2 separate regions of the Pan troglodytes genome follow, and region 1 is linked to region 2. The links are chromatin contacts, called in public Hi-C maps. All regions are on one chromosome and are shown on one strand. Each heading gives the region's core, a stretch centred on a gene start, on an enhancer-like site or on the middle of the called end of the contact. The rest is flanking DNA. Distances are from core to core; before and after follow the strand shown.

Evidence for each region. A called contact is a pair of places that touch in the nucleus more often than the background predicts.
Region 1: a contact with region 2 is called in a Hi-C map of induced pluripotent stem cells, with 1.9 times the contacts expected there. The contact joins the enhancer-like site here to the promoter of LEPR in region 2. A contact is called at or near these places in 2 of 7 Hi-C or Micro-C datasets (induced pluripotent stem cells and stem cell-derived neural progenitor cells) and 1 of 1 datasets of contacts at active chromatin or transcription factors (stem cell-derived excitatory neurons).

What each region holds. Positions count from the first base shown.
Region 1 is chr1:165,777,507-165,781,535 of NHGRI_mPanTro3-v2.0_pri, forward strand. AK4 (adenylate kinase 4) reads right to left here. Exons shown (of 6, transcript XM_513462.9): 4 at 483-655. Among named protein-coding and RNA genes, the nearest start is that of DNAJC6, 31 kb to the left of the region's middle. Within about 2 kb of position 2,140, at least 2 of the 24 cell types and tissues checked have an H3K27ac peak or open chromatin away from gene starts, as enhancers often do. A contact at or near this core is called in induced pluripotent stem cells, where this site is marked.
Region 2 is chr1:165,573,933-165,577,653 of NHGRI_mPanTro3-v2.0_pri, forward strand. It overlaps LEPR (leptin receptor), which reads right to left and starts at 1,942. Exons shown (of 20, transcript XM_001161937.6): 1 at 1,924-1,942. LEPROT (leptin receptor overlapping transcript) reads right to left here and starts at 2,155. Exons shown (of 4, transcript XM_009459949.5): 1 at 1,924-2,155. The coding sequence starts at 1,939.

The DNA.
Region 1 (4,029 bases), core at 890-3,389, 200 kb after region 2:
TAACCTGCTGATGCTTCCATTTCCACAGCTATTCTCTTAAAAGTAGCCTGAATTAAATTATTTACTTAAAATTCTGAATGTACATTGTTATGTTGCTTTAAAAAGAGGCTAGTAATACTTCAGCTAACAAAAAAAGGGAGTATTATTTTCCCCAGATCCCACCAGCAATAGACTTTTAGTTTTATTTTTTAAATAAAATAAATAATTATATACACTGTATACATATATTTATCAGTAATAAATATAAAATTAAAAATTTTTATATTTTGATTTTGCCAGTCCAATAGATCCAAAGTGATATCCTATTTAAATACTTAAATGTCCCTTCCCTGACAATTAAATTTGAACATTTAAAAAATGTTTTTTGGTCATGTAGATTTGTTCTTTTTTGAATGGTCTACTCATATCCTTTTCTCCACTTTTCAATGGAAATTGTTTGTCTTTTTCTTGTCAGGTTGTGAAAGCACTTTGTATATTCTTACATGTACATGAGGTGGATTGAAGTCCAGGTTATATACCCTTCCGCTAGGAGGGTGAATCCAACGGCGGCTGAGACGATCTTTAAGTGTTTCAAATGGAATATTCAAACTGATCACTAGATCCACTTCACAGATTTTGTTCAGGGCTTCGGCTTGTCCTAATGTCCTAGGAAAACCTAAATGCCAAAAACAAAACAAGTGAAATGCAAGCTATTGCCCAATTCCAATTAGTTCTTGAAACATTTTCAGTGACAGAATTAAATCTGCATATACCATTCTAAAAGGAGCTTTACACTATCTGGGTGATGGGATCATTTGCATCCCAAACCTTAGCACCACATAATAAACCCATGTCACAAACCTGCACATGTATCCTCTGAATCTAAAAGTTGAAATTATTTTTTAAAAATGAGCTTTAACCAAGAATATCTACCTCCATAAATGTAATATTAAAATAAAATATGCTATTCTATAACCTAGCTTCTGCATTTGGAAGACTCAAAGATTAAGGAATCATATGATAAAAATTTAAAATGCGCTAAACTAAAAATCACTAAACCAGTCCTGGCTCTAGTCCTTTCTCTGCTCTTAACTACCTGTGTCACCTCAGGCAAGTTACATCACCTCCATTTCCACTTCTGTTAAAAAAGTGAAGGGAAAGCATTTTATCTTACATCATTTTAACACTAGCCATTTATGAGTAGGTTCTTAGGTTAGCAAAAATAACCATATACATTTATTTTAGAGTCTAAATCAATTAAAGTATGATCCTCCATCCAGACCTTCACCTGAGTCTGCACTTTAACCAAGGTAGGCAATCTGATTAACAGCATGGTGACTATCATAAATACTGTATTGTACACTTGAAATGTGCTCAGAGTTGATTTTCAGGATTCTTGCCACACACATAAGAAATCATACCTATGTGAGATGATGGATATGTTAATTACTAAACCTAACTGTGGTAATCATTTCACACTGTATGTATCAAAGCATCACGCTGTACACCTTAAATATATACACTTACTTGTCAAGTATACCGCGATAAAGCTGGAAAAAATTTGAAATTGTTTTAAGTCTATTTAAAGATTTTAAAAGGAACTAGAGTTTTTAAATCTATTGGGATAATGCAAAACTTATTCTTCCTACTTTTCTAAATGTGTGGAAATAACAAAATTAAAATTTGGGCTCATGGGCATCTCTTCCTTTCCTGATTTAAGTATAAGCCCTGGGTGACCTCAGGAGTTAGGTCATATGACCCCAAATTACACTTTTCTTCAGAGATTGACCTGTTTAAATGTAACTCCAGGTTTGGCTCTGGTGGGGCTACACAGTGGTAACTTTTTCCTAAACAAATCACTCCAGTTTATCTGCTCTGACAAAAATCTTGCTGGATCTACTATCATTTTTTTAAAAAATGTCTTTATATCCTAGTTAAAGAACCAGGTAGATGAACAGCTGAAAGTGTAATAAAAGATGCAACATCCAGAAGAGAAACTTTAAATCCATTCAGATAAGGATACCAGCCCCTCTCTACCCTTTCAAAATTGGAAGTATCAAGATGACAACTTAAAAATGGGTATTCATGGCCCTGTAGCACTTACAATTCAAAGAATTCCTTTCCTTACTGCAGGAAGTTGGTGGCTCAAACATGAATATGCAGCACTGCATTGAAACCCCTAAGTCTGTGTGAATGCCAAGCTGATTTGAGTGCTCACTGAGTTGAATGTGACAAAATCTACCCATGCTACTGCTTCAGATACCTATTGCTTGCTAACTCTCCAATGCTTCCTCCAAAGCCTTCCTTACTGCCTGTGAGCCATCCACATAAAGTCCCCTCTCAATGACTGTCAGGTTCTGCCTTTCCCTGGACAACTCACTCTTCACTAAAATGTCAAGATGGCAATTGGAATAAAAAGTTGCCTGCAAGGCCAGGCACAGTCGCTCACACCTGTAATCTCAACACTTTAGGAGGCCGAGGCAGTGGGATCACTTGAGGCCAGGAATTCAAGGCCAGCCTGGGCAATGTAGAGAGAACCCATCTCTACCAAAAATAAAAATTAAAAAATTGCTTTTACTGGTGATGCATGCCTGTAGTTACAGGTACTTGGGAAGCTGAGGTGGGAGGATTACTTGAGCCCAAGGAGTTCAAGGCTGCAGTGAGCTACAATCACACTACTGCACTCCAGCCTGGGTGACAGAGTGAGATAGTGAGCTCCTGTCTCAAAAAGAAAAAAAAAAAAAAAGAAAAGAAAGAAAAGGAGGACAGAGAGACAGAGAGAAAGAGAAAGAAAGAAAAAAGAAAAAAAAGAAAGGTACCTACAGCCCAAACAACCTCAAGATCATCTATAAACTCTTTCCCCGCAAACCTCTGCCACATCAATGAAAAGCATTTTCTAAAGCAGTGGCTTCCAAAGTTATCTTCATTGAAGTACAGAAAGAAAATATTTGAACTTTGGGGAAGGGGGAGGCAGGGAGGGCTTGGCTCATTCTTTTAAAAGAATGTCGTATTAGTGGCCGGGCATGATGGCTCATGCCTGTAATCCCAGCACTTTGGGAAGCCCAGGCCGGTGGATCACTTGAGGCTAGGAGTTCGAGACCAGCCTGGCAAAACTCCATGTCTACTAAAAATACAAAAATTAGCTGGGCCTGGTGGTGCATGCCTGTAATCCCAGACACTAGGGAGGCTGAGGTACGAGAATTGCTTGAACCTGGGAGGCAGAGGTTACAGTGAGCTGAGATTGTACCACTGCACTCCAGCCTGGGTGACAGAGTAAGACTGTCTAAAAAAAAAAAAAAGCACTGCAATCACATTAGTGAAACTGCATGGGTAAATAAATAATTTATACATAATTGTCCATATATTGAAGATGTAAATTCAACCTTCTCACTGATAAATGTAAACAAAGAATTTTAGAGATCCCTCTTCTAAGACCTGAAAGCTTAGCCACAGTCTCTACCTTGTGTTCTAGCATCACTAACTGTGACCTGGACAAGAAAACGGTCGGATAGAGGTTGAGAGCTGGGAGCGGGGGAAGCACTAGAAAAGAAAAGAACAGGAAGCTCTAAAAGATAACATAACATTAGTTCCTCCAACAAATAAAAGCTCAAATCTTATTGGCTAGTTTCTTTGTCTAATGAGGGTAACAAGCCAGTCTGCTCAGCTGAGCTCTAGAGCCCTCTGGAGGAGTAAAATGCAAAGTGTACAAAATAGGCTGAACTCAGCAAGAAAAATTTCAAAAACATGTTGGATAGCACCTGCTACCTACTGGACTCTCACATTCAGACCTGCTAAAGACCACAGATGATAATTAATTCCAGTGATTTAGACTACAAGCAACAGGTACCTAAAGCTGGTTTAGAAGGAACAACTATAGAAATAAACCATTCCACAACTTCAAGGGTTCTCCATTTGATGAGCACATCAAAATCACCAAGGAAGACTCAAAAGAAAAAATCAGGGTCGGACATGGTGGCTCACGCCTGTAATCCCAGCACTTTGGGAGGCCGAGGCGGGTGAATGACCTGAGATCAACAGATCAAGACCATC
Region 2 (3,721 bases), core at 692-3,191:
GATATACTCCACCTTCACTCCATGCCTTGCCAAGTGAAGCCACATTGATCCCTTCAGATTCAGTTCAAGCATCGCCTCTTCTGTGAAAACAGTCCTTTCTCTGGAGCAGGGGAATTAATCCCACCTGCATCAGCTTCCTAGGGCTGCCGTTACAAAGTACCACAAACTGGATGGCTGAGAACAACAGAAATTTATCTTCTGACAGTTCTGGAGGCTGGACTTCTGAAATCAAGGTGTCAGCAGCGCCACCACACTCCCTCTGAAGGCTGTAGGGAAGCACCCTTCCTTGCCTCTTCCTAACACTCAGTGGTTGCCAGCATGGTTGCCAAGAATCTTTGGTGCTCCTGGCTTTGTAGCTGCATCACTCCAATTTCTGTCTCCGTCTTCCCATGGTATTCTCCCTGTATGTCTCTATGTCTAAATTCCCCTCTTCTTATAAGGACACCAGTCATTGGATTAGGGCCCACCTTAAACCAGTTATCATTTTAATTTGATTATATCTGCAAAGATACTACTTCCAAATAAGATCACATTCACAGGTACTAGGGAATTAGAGCTTGAACACATCTTTTTGGAGGACAAAATCCAACCCACCATCTGTTCTCCCACCGCATCTGAGCCCAACATAAACACTGACATAGTAATATAATTATTTCCAGCTCTGTCACCCACCAATAACTTCTCATTTATCTTTGTATCCTAAGTCTCTGGCATACAGTAGTTCCTCAATAAAAGTTGAACAATCTGTAAAATGCTTCCTTCCCTTAGTCCGTTTCCATTTCAGACTTCCTTTTTTTTCACTACATCACAATTTTCTAACACATTCACACATAAACGTGATCATGATTTGGTAGTTTCTGATCATGTGTAGTACTGAGACACTACTTTTCATCTGTTTTCGGCATTGGCTTCAAATGGATATATAACACAGTCGACACTCTTCAAGTAAACCATGTTTACTAAACTGATATTAAGTATAAAAGTCAGCCAGAAATAACGATAAAATGTCTGCTGCTAACAGCTCACATACTCGGATAAACTCATAGTGAACAGAGGCGTACTCGTATATATACCATCTACATGTTTATAGCAGATGTTAACTGGGGATATCTTTGGGTGCAAATTTCAAGGATGATATAAACGCCAATATAAAAACAAGTCATGCTACTCTATTCGACAGATTAGAAATGGAATGTTTTCCTACCAAAATACAGGAAGCCTTGCAAAAAACCTTTTCCGTCTCGCATTGCTCTGAAGCCATACAGATAAGAGACGCGGTGTTTTTACCAACTGCCCCATGCAAAAAACACATACTACACACACACTGCTTTCTTCTCTGTCCATAAACAGAGAAAACACCGAAGAAAGCAGTATTAAAATTACACGTAATCTACTCTCCACGACTGCGAGAAACACCGTCTTTCTGGGTGCTTTCCATTGACACCCGCCCGCGGTCAACTCTGCCCAGTTGGAAAAATCATTAGGAAAAAGAGGATTAAGTTTCCCAATGCTAAGAACGCTGGAGACAAAGGGTCCTTTGTGGCAAATAGGAAACTGCGGAGGAGCAGAAAACCAGAAGAAAGGCGTTAGGGTGGCGTCAAGAAGTGGAAACCTTGTTTAAAAACTCAGGAGGGGTGGAGGGCGCCGCTCTCGCCGAGGGCTCCGCCTGGGGAGGGGTCTGGTGCCGCCACTGGAGAGCAGGAAGGCCAGCGGCCTTGCAAAAAGGGCCAAGGCTCCCCCGAAACGCCGCTCCACCCACACCCCAAGGGACGAAGAGAGCGGTCGATCGCCTCCCGAACCGGAGAGGCGGGAAGGGTGGTGAGGCCGTTCCCCAACGGCGCGCGGAAGGCGCAGCCCCAGGCTTGACCGGAACGGAGGTGGCAACCCCACCACACGACGAGCGAGCCGGGGACCGCGATGTACCTTTAACGCCCGCCATGTCTCCCGAGCTGGGGCCGCGGCTGCTTCCGGCTTCCTGCCACGGCCCGGGCAGCCTGCGCAAGCCAGACCGGGAGTCGCCCCGCGGATCCCGAGCCCGCCCCGGCCACGCAGAGCCCCGCCCCCGCCGGTGCAGAACTCCGACCTTAGCTCGCAAACGCCGCGCCTGCTGCTCCAGACCCCGCCCCCACCACTCAGAACCCCGCCCCCGCCGGTGCAGAACCCCGCCCCCAGCTCGCAGAGGCCGCGCCTGATAGTTCAGACCCCGCCTCGCTACTCAGAGCCCCGCCCCTGACAGTACAGAGCTCCTCCCCTACCTCGCGGAGGCAGCGCCTGCGGCTCCAGACCTCGCTACCGCTACTCAAAGCCCCGCCCCAGACAATGCAGAGCTCCTCCCCTAGCTCGCGGAGGCCTCCCCCTGCCTGTCCCGCCCCAGCCCTCACCTGCCCAGAATTCCGCCCCCAACTCTCAGAGGCCGTCCCTGCTGGTCCCGACCCCGCCTCCGCCACCCAGAACTCCGCTTCTGCCAGTCTAGAACTCCGCCCCCAGCTCGCAGAGTCCATCTCCAGCCCCAAGGTCCCACCTGGTCCCACAGAGCTTTCCCAGAGTAACCCCAACCCAGTGCCCTGGGCCCTCCTCCTAGATCCTGAGCCCTCCAAGTAATCCTCAAGCCCGTTCAATGTGGGTTGGGACCTTGGCTCCGCCCCGACCGCGGGCCCAGAGTCTCTCCCCGGCCTCTCAGAACGCAGTGCACGCAGCGGGGGATCCTCCCTGAGCCTTCCTGAGAACGGAGATGTAGAAAGGGAGGAGAGGCAGGAGAGGGAAGGAGGGGAAAAGTTGCAATCGATGGGAGAGGGACACCGACTCACTAACCAGTGTTATGTTCCCTGAGCTCCCAAGTGCGTGCTAGTGTGCGAGTGTGTGCCTGTCTGCCTTCACATGACTGTGGCAGAGGAGAGGCGGGGTACCAGAGGACAGGCCCCTTAGGAAACACTCCTCGTTAAGAACTTGATATTTGCATAGGTTTGCTTTGCTTAATAGCAACGCTTTACTGAAACTAGCGGGGTTTTTCTTTACTCCCTGGTTTATTTATAGAGACGAAGACCATATAAGCTTTTGTGTCCGAAGCTTTCATGAACCTTAAAAAAAAATAATTTAAAAAAAAGCTATTATTTTTGTGCCTTGGGGCCTCAAAGTTTGCAGGTAACCAAGGCCAGTTTTTAGATCTCTGAGAGCCATTGTGTACTTATCTTACTCACAGGAATGGAGAGTTCTGTTTTGGCAAAAGCAATCTAGAAGATCATTGAAACAGTCTGGTCCAAATGCTTCATCTTACATTTAAGGAAAGAGGAGCAGAAAGGATAGGACTTGCCTGTCACACAGCTCTTTGGAGGAGGCTGGATTCTGGGCCACTTCCCCTCATTCTAGCTGAGATCCACTCTACCTGATGGTGCGGTCCCTCGTCTCTTGCTTTTTCTCAGTTTTCAAAAGGACTGAAAGACAAAGGAATCTGTGGAAACCTAGCTTCCCCTGGCTACCTGAGAAGTATAAATTCTCGCCACCATCATGTGTCGTGATCCTTGCTCAGTTTACTTTTTCAAAATTGCACATTGAGCATGTTACTGTTTCAAGAAATGTCTATTTGTTGATTCAGTGGAGTATTTTTCTAGCTGTCAGTTTATTTTTCTAGCTCCTCTCATTTCTCCTCATAGATGGATGGCACACTCACTGAAAACAGCATTGTAATACCTGACTCACTGCGGATGCTTGGAGATCCAATACT